Linked DNA regions of Gossypium hirsutum: region 2 is linked to region 1. Evidence: chromatin contacts called from public Hi-C data. All regions are on one chromosome and are shown on one strand. Each heading gives the region's core, a stretch centred on a gene start, on an enhancer-like site or on the middle of the called end of the contact. The rest is flanking DNA. Distances are from core to core; before and after follow the strand shown.

Region 1 (5,663 bases), core at 1,833-4,332:
TACACACCATAGTAGGAGTTCCCCAGAACTCCTTTACCTTTACACCACATTGTGGATAAACCACTCATCGTTGTGGACGAACCACTCATTGTGGATAAACCACTAGTAATAAAAAGGGTGGATGAACCATTGACCTTTTTGATAAAAAGTTTTTACAAAGAAGTTGTCAGTAGGTTGTGAATACACATGTTTGCAGATTAAAACTACTAGTACGATGTGGTTAAACCACTCATTGTTGCAAATAAAATTTTCTATTATAGTGTAGATAAACCACTCAAACAGTACAGATAAAATCTACTCAAACGGTGTGGATAAACCACTCAACGGTGCAGATAAATTGTTCAACTTCCTTCGTTCATAATGTCCCACCCCATGCAATACAATATGGCATGCTCAAAACAGATTAATACAATAGCATTTAATATGCTTTTAATAGAACATTACAATAGCAATCATTATGCTTATAACGGTTCGATTCAGTGACAAATATTATGCCTATAATAGATTGATTCAGTAGCAAAAGGCATGCTTATCATGTGTTAGGTTTAACGGTAACATAAGGTAAGATGTACGTACGATAACAAATACATATACAATACACATATATATCATTTTCAATTCATGCAATTATATATATAACATTAATTCAGCCAATTAGGTCATGGGTTCTAACATTATTCATATTCTTAGGGACTTAATTAAATAAAATAAAATACTAAAATAGTTTAGGGATCATTTAGGGACTAGACTAAATAAAATATAAAATTTTGGGTCAAAATTGTAAAATCTAATAAATAGGGGACACACGATCGTATGGGATACTGTAAACCGTATAAAGGGGTTATACGATCGTGTGGTCAGGCCGTGTAACAAACTAATGCCATGTGATAATTGCAATATTAGGGTACAGGGGAGACACAGCCGTGTGGAAGGTCTTAGGTCGTGTGAGAATAAAACTCCTAGGGTTTTAGGGGGAACATGACCGTGTGAGGGTCGTGTGATCCATATGACCGTGTGATAGACTGTGTGACCTTTAATCATAGGCACGATTTACCCTGATTTGCTTGTAAAAAAATACACACCAGTCATTGGTATCTCGAACGACATTCCTCACGCTTAAATATGGTTCAATGTACCTAAAATTGGTTCTTCGAAAGACAATTTCACACGAGTTAACGCTTGTTTTCTAAGATTTATCAAGATTTTTTGAAAGATTTGGTAAAACTCGTAAAAAATTGATTAGATTAAATGAAGAATTAGCTTCAAATAAGAGTATTACGTAAATTCGAGATCTATTCTTTGAAACGGGATGTACTTACCGTTTCTTGGCAAAGATTAAGGATGCTATTTGATGAAAATTATGAAATCGATAGAGAGAACGATTGTATGGAGGATTATTTGATTTGAGAAAACAAAATAATTATCAACAATTAGGATGAAAATATGGTGTAAAGAAAAGAGAAAAAAATAAAAAGAGATAAATAGAAAGATGGAGGACGAATTCCATTTGGGTTTGGAAAGGAGCAAATTGAAATTCTAATTAGAAAAAAAGATAAAAAGATGGTAGAATTCTAGTTAGGAAATAATTGGGTCAATTCTTAGGGCTTGTGAACCCTAATAGCTGCATTTGTAATTTTTCTAATATTTTGCCAAAATTTGAAATTAAAATTAAAGGGAAAAAATGCTCAATCCTTATTCACTTAAGAGAGCTAATGCCTTAACCATTGGGCTATTGCCCATTACTTGTTTATTCTTTATGCTTAATCATATTGATATGTTTTTGGGGTGTTTTTGGTGAAATTATGAAATAAAAAAGAAAGAAAGGGGATCAAACTTGAGTAAACAAGGGGAAGAGTGACATGTTAACTATTAGGCTATTACCCATTCTTGTTAAGTTCTATCCCAAATAATATTTATTTTAGTGTGATTTTTATATTAGGTTGCTGAAAATTAAAAGGAAAAGAAATGAAAAAAGAGTGACTTGAATCTTAGCTTTTAAGGAGGCACCGATACCTAACCACTCAATCTATATCTTATTTCTTACTTTATTTAGTCACTCAATTGTATATATTTATTTCGAGCTCAACTTAAATATATTTTATTAGTTTACACATTTACTCAATTTTTTTTCTTATTTAACTTTATAGTTTTTAACACATTCCTATTTTAGTTTATATACAATAATTAACACTCATAGTCAAGTTTCATTATTAATATTTTAATTTATTTTACTCCTTTTCCAATTAGATCCTAACTCAATTAAAACAGTATTTTCAAATTAAATCTCGTAATCAAGTTTTGTTTTAAATTAATTAATATAGTAATATCTGATTATATTATTTTAATACTTTAATTAATTATTAATTACCTTAATTTTGGTATTCGTTTCAAACTCTCGATTTATAAATGCTCAAAGATAATTTTATAAATCGGGGCGTGACCACTTTTGGTTTTCACAAACCCAATTCTTCTAACACGATTTTTGGGGTGTGACAATTTGTTTACTAAGTTGCAACTATTTTAGTGTTATTTAAGTATAAAGACTGTTTTAAATGTATTTTCAATTTATTGGGAAACATTTATTTTAATGTTTCTAGTGTAGTTGATGTATTATTTTTTAAAATTTGTTTTTATATAAAAAATGATCTAAAAAATTTTAATACGGATGGACCGGATCAAGCTCAAATTTAATATTTTTAATCTAGACTGAACTTGGACAGAACTTTAAATTCATTTTTTTGACCCGAATAAAAAAAAATATAAAATTTTAAATCAACCGAATCCGTCGATAATGAAATTTAATCAGCACCTTCAAACAAAATTAGTTAATACGGAATACTTTGCTCCATTCAACTTTGACCTTATAATTTGACCTTATAAGCTGAGGTCCCATTCAACTTTGCTCCAGAGCTCAAGTTTTATTTTATTTAACTCTTGAGGTTTGATAAAAAGAATATTTATTTTGAATGCTTTGAAAAGTACGTTTGATGAAAATTATACTAAATTGCATTCTTATTTTTGATATTTGGAGTGTTGAAAAGGTGGTTGGCCTTTGGAGAGCGTTGAAAGATGTTAAGACAAATGAGTCCAGCTTTTAGCTAGCTACTTGGGTATTGTGGCCTCATTCGTTGTTTTTGGCCCATTCCTTACCATCTTATTTATTTTTCAGTAAAAAGTAAATTGGTCTTTTTGTTAAAAATTTCATCCATTTGTAATATTAAAAACTGACGTTAATAAAATAATCAAACAGTGACACATAGCGTGTCATATGTACCTCATAATGATGTATAGGAACTTTTTGTAGAATAATTAATTTGCTCTTTGATCTAATGTATAGGGACTAATTTGTCTGTTTTTTAGTAAAGAGGGAAAAAGCCTCTTTCATAATTTTACCCACAGACTACTTTGAAATTAAAAGTTCTCTTTTAAAAGTTCAATTCATGAATTTTTTTTTTTGGATACTTTATTATTGTTGTTGATAATAATTCAAAAGAAAATATTATTATTGTTGATAAGTATGGCAATAATTATTTTCATAATTATGTAATAAAATTATTGCTATGTAAATATAAAAGTATTTATTAAACATATTTTTCTTAAAATATTCAAAAATCCATATTTTTAAAATAATTTTTAATTTCAGAAAAATTATAATATATACTAAAATAAAAGGCTAATCCATTTCAATGGTGTTGAGAAATATTGCATTTAAATCTTGAGGCAGCCACCAATAAAATATCTCTTCTTGCAACCATAAACAAATAATTAAAATAAAAAATGAAGACCATTTCAACATTAGGATCTTTCTTCAACCACACTTTCAATCTATATAAAAAGAAGCTATTGAAACCTTCCACAATAGACACCTTTTCCTTTTCTTTTCTTTTTTACATAAAAATATTATGGGTAAATTTCAATTCTAATCCCTCCACTTTTTAGATTATAAGAATGGTTAAATTTTATTTTAATCTTCATATTTCATTCAAATTTGAGATTTAATATATATACTTTAATTTTGACATAATTTGATACTTCAACTTTTATAATGTCATTAGCTAGCCCAAATATTTTATTCTAATTAAAATAATGATGTGAATTTTTAAAAATCTTTAGCACCGTTAAAATCTTTATTATATTTAGGTCCATTACAATGTTATTTTTTTTTGTTATGTGGATATCAAGTTTTTTTTTTTCAAAATGGCACACACATTGCTAACAAATGGACCTAAAATTTTAAATCCAATAAGTAGAGAGACTAAATTCTTAAAAATAAAAATATGAAGATTAAATTTTAAATATACAAAGAGTACAAAAACTTTGAATAGATTGTAATCTTTAAATTTTTACACTATAATTTAATCAAGAAATAAATAATTAACCCAACACAAAGCGTGAGTAAAAAGTATACTACTTATAAATAACCCAACAGTGCTAAAAAAATAAAATACTATTTCAAAAAGAAGATGAAAATTAAAATAAAATTAGTTGACTCATTCTTTTTTTTTAAAAAACTTTTAATAATAATATTAATATTAATAATTCCAGAAATAAAAATGCAATAATTTTCGTTTTTCTTTTATTAATTCAAGACGTTTCGATTTTTGAAGAGTCATTTACCTTCCAATTTGGCTATTCCTTGTACCAAAAAATCGATGCTCTTTCTCTTTTATAAAGGAAAATGCTGAAACTTTATACAAAAGAGCAAACAAAACAAAAGAGGGGAGACAAAGCTAAATCTAAGGGTGGGTTTGGATAGGCGATTGGGTGCGGTGCATTTAACTTACTTTTTGTCTCACACTACAGTATCGCTACAGTATCTAATCTCACCGCTACCGCTGTTTTTACACTAACCATAGGTAAATACACCGCCGATCCAAACTCACCCTAAGTCAATGGGTTTATTCCATGCATTCGGTTCTATGTATTTCAGCTTCGAGAGACTAAGGGGAAGTATTAACACTGAAAACAGATAAGAAAATATTCAACTGAAACTCAAACTTATAATAAGATGAATAAGATAAAGTCATCCGAGCTAAATGATGAATCACTTTATTTACATCCCTCTTCATTTAAAAAAATGATAAATTAACAAAGAGTGATCAAAGATAACTACATCTTGAATAAGTTACGTAAATTTAGAGAAATCAACACTCTTTCTTGTCAAAACATCGACTACAAGAAAACAATTTGATTCAACGATCAATGACTCCAAACTCTACCTATGAAACCAAAGTAAAGCTTCTTGAATAACCTAAATTTCAGCAAGGTAAAGATACCACACACTAAATGCATGGCCTGAGAAACCTTTCACAAATCTACCATTATGGTCCCTATTGACACCATTTTTTTGATAAAACGGGTCGACTTGGATTTTAAAAAATAAAAACAAAAAAACGGGAGTCGCCACCAATCCTTTTTGATAAGGTGTGATTGGATCACCTCGAAAAGTGGTTGTTTTTAATAAACGATTCGATTTTATTAAAACAACGATTTTGGTCCACGAAATTCAAAAAAAAAAGGTTCGGGAGTCGGTTACGTACGAGGAAGGATTAGCACCCTCGAAATGCCCAAAAATTGGTACCTAGTTGATTAGTTAATATCTTAATGTCGAAAACTGAAAACTTTAAAGAGATTTAAAATACGATCCTTAAAAAACTCGAATG
Region 2 (5,663 bases), core at 1,047-3,546, 77 kb after region 1:
TTTATGTTAACGTTCACGTCAACATAAAATCAATTGGTTAAAAGGTTAGATATATTGTCGATTAAGTCTTGACTCAATTGGCATGGATATTGTTACCAATGTAGGAGGACGTAGGTTTGGATGCATTGAAGCGTATTATCCTCTTATTTATGAGTTGAAGAAGAACTATGGGTAGTACCTATCCACATTGTCACATTCAATCTCCAAAACCCTCAAGAATCTCATATTTTTTAATGAAATATTTAATCCATTGGTACAATTGTTTTAGATATCTATAACTGTAAATCGTTGTTCATATCATCAAAAATGTTAGATGTAATGATAAATGAAGCACATTATATTTTTAAAGATAAATAAAAGAAATTAATTTCAAACATTAAAAATAACCTTATGCTCTTGAACTTAAAGAAATAATCATATGCTTTATTTATTTAATTTTTATTTTTTTAAAATATCAATTAAATCCAATTGCAAAATTTAAAAACTTCATTCCTAATATATCAAATAATAACAAACACCTTGAATATTAGTCTTCATAAATACATGAAATGTACCCACAAAATCAATATCAAGTAGGAACAACTAAAGAAATACCCACAAAGTGTTAGTTTAATTTGTGAAAAAGGTTTTCTTATTAGTTTGGTCAACAGTTTACGATTCATTTAATCATTTGAAAGGCAAAACTCAAAATTAGTTAATCCGATGTAAGCTGATGTGAGACAATTCAGTAAAAAAAAAGAAACAGAAATGGACAAATTAACCAATAAAATTAGGAAAGCACTTTTTTTTCTTATTTGAGATAAATTACAATTTTTTATGTTTCTTCTTTTATTTTTATTTATTTATCTTGACTCTTGGTAGAATTTTCAAATTAAAAGTAGGATTGATAATGATGTAAAAACTTAAAACAAATTAATTTCTTTTCTAATTTTTAATATTTTGTATTGTTTATATTTTTAAAATTTTTAGACAATGATGTGATATAATTTTGGAGTATTATATCATCATACTTTAAAAAATCTGAGTTCAAGGATCAAATAAAAAAATTTGTCAAAATTTGAAACTAATATAAATAAAAAAATCAAATTCAAGAACTAAATATTATTTTAATTTTTAAATTTTTTTGATAGTTCAGAAAAGACTAACCAAGGTAAGAGTCCAGACCTAGTCATTTATTTGTTTTTAAAGAAATTTTTGCAAGTATATACAAAATATAATCAAATTTAAATATAAAATATATTCTAATAAAGCTTGCATATGATAAATTTAAGTTTATATAAATTTGGAGAAATCTCAAGTATGATAGAACTCAAAGATACAGAATTTTAATAGTAATTTATATTAAAATTTAAAAATATATAAGAATTGAATATAAGTTAAGTTTTAAATTTATATAATTTAAATTATTAATATATTAAAATACTTGTAAAATATTTACGTATATATGATTATTATAATAATATATATTCAGATCAGCCCATGTGATGAAAGCAAAGTAGAAAAAATTGGTTTAAATATGGGACCATTTGTAGTGTATAATATCTACATTACAAGGTAAATTATATCGAAGTGATGACAATTTAATGTCAATAACATTATCTGTTATCCATCTTTGGGAAGTGGAGCAGGTCCACATTACCTGTCAGATTGTCACCCAAATATGTAAGCACCAATTTCACCAAAGATATATATTATTTGTTTCCATCTAAGTGGAGGAATATGTATTGTCATCAGCCATCACATATATGGTACACATCTGATGTCAGAGTTTGCTTACACCTTCTGTTTAAACTTGGGAACTGATATATGCATTGGATTTTGATAAAAGTATGATGGAGTTTTTTTAATTAGAAATTTAATTGTATAGTGTCTTATTTATTTAGAAATCAACAATTAATTTTTTTACATTTGATTAAATAGTAAATTGGTCTTTTATTAAAAAATTTATCGTTTTCTACTGTTAAAAACTGATCCATATATGTATGTCAATATAAGTTGTACGTAACACCCTATGTGTAAACTGTCTGTATATTTTATCAATCATGCCAGTTTTAACATTAAAGATTGATAAAATTTTTAATATGAAGGACTAGTTTACTATTTGATCTAAGGTGTAAAGATTAATTTACTATTTTCTTGAGTATAAAGAATAAAATGTAATCCAATCCTTTGCTTTGCATGCCCATGTGCATGGACAATCCACATGGGCGGTTTGTTTGTTCCTTCTCTTTCTGCATAGGATAAAGATTGATGTATTAGAGTTTCTGACATATTTCCTTTCTTAATCTCCTTGCCCCACGTCTTGTTTGTTGCATGCTTCTTAGAAGGCAATAATGCGAAATGAGTTGGCAAGTAGAGTCAAGGAATTCAACAATGTTGCTTGTCTCTTTGTGGAGAAACTGGGTTTTCTTTAGCTATCCCTATCTACTTCATTTATACCTCAAAATTTAGAAACGGCAACATGGGGATGCCATGCCCATGGCTTGTCGTTATTGCAAATGGATAAAGTTGCCTAATCCAAGAAAAAGTGAAAACAATGATGTTTCTTTTACTTGCCATGTTGGATGAATTTATATGTATATTTCTTCTTTTCTTGTTTCATAGGCGGCCAAGGTGATTGCGTATGGCGATTGGTCTCATTAGAATTTCAGAGTGCATATTTGTGTGAGCAAGAGCAACTCACATTTTCCATGCCTACGGTTACCATATGGCACCATAATATTATTATTGTATTTACTTCATGAAATTAAAAGGTTTTAGTATTTATTCTTCATTTTATTGTGAGAACATGCTCTACTTTTGGGTCCCAATGATCCTACACCCTGAAGAAAAATTACCAATGAACTGTGTCATTAACATTCTCTACTTTGCTTAAAGTAAATTTCAGTGATAATTAGTTCTATAATCTGTACCCAACCGCTTGAGTTAAATCTTATTAGCATATTGAATTTTTAATAATACTGGTTAGAGGTATTTATGGGCTGCATTGGGTTGAATTGGGTTGGATTTATGTATAACATTAACATCATATTTTTGTGTTAAATTTTGGAGACGATAATGTCTTACTTTTTTTTTTTTTGTAAGACATTTTTCAATATTTTTCCTCTCCACATCCCCAGCAAAGAAAAACCCTCTTTCCCTTCCCTCTCCCCCTTCTTTGCAATTCCGACCCAATGCTTGGTGCTAGCCAACAACGCTTCTCAGTACCTGTCACCGACATTCATCTTTGATCTTCCCCTTTTCGACGACGACGTTCATCTTCCTGTCTCGAAGGTAAGAATGAAAAAAAAGAAATATCTAGCTAATGTCGTTTTTGTTGATTGATTTTTTTGAACCTTATTTGTTCTTTTCTTTCTACTCTTTTTTAACTCTTTAGCAGTTTTCTCGTTGGTCTTTTACTAGTTTCACTCATCAGCAGCTCACTCTTTTTCCTTGTTTATTTTACAGGTTAGTTTTGCTTCACCTCTAATAAACCTCATCCACTACCTTGTCTTTATCTGAATCTTTTGTTCTCGTAATTTCGATTTTAATTCTATTGCATATTTGATTGAACAGAACAATGAAAAGTTTTTCAAGGGAGTTTTCTTCTTATTCTCTTTGTTTGTATTTCTTGAAATGGCTTCTGTTGTTCATTTCTGGTTCTTTTTATTTATTTTTATTTGTATGAATGAACTCACATTTTAACTTTCCTATTATTCGTGTCCCATAATTTACATAGACTTTTAGTCTATTATGTTTGTTGAATTTCAAGATTTATGTGTAAAATTTGTGCGGCAATTCTGCATATTATTGACTTGCCATGTTCATGTATGAAATCATTTTGCTTTTGCCTAATTATAAATATTTCATATGATTTCTTTTGATGTAGTTAGCATGAATATTTTTTATGCTTGGTTTTGTGATTAATATAGAGATTCATGGTTTGGGGTCATTGTTACTTCTTTATATGCTACCTTCTTACTTCGTATATAATTGATATTCTTGTTCTTTAATTTGATAAATATTTAGGCAATCACATCAACTGGAACTAAGAAAGGTGAATTTTTGTTGGCTAATATAAGCACTGAGCTGAAGAACAAGAACATCACAACTAATGTCAAAGTTGACACTAGCTCTTACCATGGTGAGTCCAGCCTTCTTAGATATACTATCTAATTGTGATTTTTGGGGGTTTTATTTTTACTTTTTAGCTTTTCACCACTGTTACTGTTGATGAACCTGCACCGGGTTTGAAGACAATCTTTAGTTTTATTGCCCTTGATCCAAGGTCTGGCAAGGTAATGGAGACTTCATTACTCCTGTCATTAAGCTTTTTGTTCTTAAATACCAACATTTTCAACTTCTTGTTTGTCCTTCCCTTCTGCAAACTTCTAGGTCTCATGAGTACATGACAAGGTTTTTATTATTGTTGTAACAGGTGGAACTACAATACCAACATGAATATGCTGGCATAAGCACTAGCATTGGATTGACTGCAAATCCCCTTGTTAACTTTTCTGGCGGTGTGGTTGGAAGCTGTAGGGTCCAATTTTTGCCCGGCCCGTTAAATAAATAAAAATCAAACAGAAACAAAGGCTAATGTTTCAGTCCAATTTTATTACAAACCCAATAACGGGCCCAATAGTTAATTCCTAACCCAGGCCCGAAATTAATGGAAAAAGGAAGGGTTTGGAAACCTAGCAGCAACCTCCCTACTTCCAGCAAAGCCTCCAGCCGCCGCACGTCTCGAGGCCGACTCCTCCACGTGCGCTCTACAAACACCTGCAAGCACGAACTCAAAGAGTCCGAAAGAGAAGAAACAACAAAAAATAACAATTATATTCGATTTCTTTTTATTTTTCGGGCTATATAAAGCCGTTTTATTTTGTAAAATAGGGAGACCAATATTGTATTGAGGATATACTGAAAAATGGGGAGAAAGATTCAAAAGAAATACAAAGTTTTTTAAAATACAGAGGTGAATATTTTTTCGTTGTACCCAATTTGATGTTCATTGTTTTGTTAAAATCTTTTGTTTGTTTCTTATTTTCTGCTCAAAATATAAAAAAAGAAAGGGATCTTACCTCTGCCGTCAAGGACGCCGGATTGTTGCCATCTCCGCCGCGGTCGGAGCGTCGGCGCAGGCGAACAGCGATGCAAAAGGAAGGGTTAAAAGGAACCCTAGCAGAGCCTTTTTCTTAAAAAATGAAACAAAATTATTTTATTTTTTCTCTTTTTTTCCAGATTTGTTTCATTTAAAGCAAGACAAAACGGCGCCGTTTTGCCCAGGCAGATCCGCGCGTTCTGACTTTAAATGGGGATATTGCCTTTTTAGTCCCCCTCTTGTGGCGCGCATTTTGATTTGGCCTTTTCTGGTGTTTTCAATCTTTAAATTTTGCCCTTAAACATTGTTTATTTTTCAATTGGATCCTTAATCGGTTTTTTTTAGTTCTTTTATATTATTTGACATTGTATTATTATTATATTATTTACTATCATTATTATTATATTTTCTATACATATACATGCGCATATTTTATATATAATATATCTGCATATTTAATATATATATATTTTAAGCCTTTATAAACGCATGCATATATTTTAAGGTATTTTACCAATAAAAGCCCTTTTTTTTCAAAATTTACCGAAATGGGCCAACTATTTAATTATTTACCGGAATG

The links. A called contact is a pair of places that touch in the nucleus more often than the background predicts.
Region 2: a Hi-C map of leaf shows a contact between it and region 1, with 2.2 times the contacts expected there. The contact joins the promoter of LOC107901356 here to the enhancer-like site in region 1.

The regions. Positions count from the first base shown.
Region 1 is chrD06:7,646,544-7,652,206 of Gossypium_hirsutum_v2.1, forward strand. No RefSeq gene overlaps it. Among protein-coding and RNA genes, the nearest start is that of LOC121218371, 12 kb to the right of the region's middle. Within about 2 kb of position 3,083, at least 2 of the 9 cell types and tissues checked have an H3K27ac peak or open chromatin away from gene starts, as enhancers often do. A contact at or near this core is called in leaf, where this site is marked.
Region 2 is chrD06:7,724,534-7,730,196 of Gossypium_hirsutum_v2.1, forward strand. LOC107901356 reads left to right here and starts at 2,297. Exons shown (of 3, transcript XR_005914450.1): 1 at 2,297-3,273; 2 at 3,377-3,447; 3 at 4,009-4,952. It overlaps LOC121218272 (a long non-coding RNA gene), which reads right to left and starts at 5,390. Exons shown (of 2, transcript XR_005914454.1): 1 at 5,064-5,390; 2 at 4,521-4,761.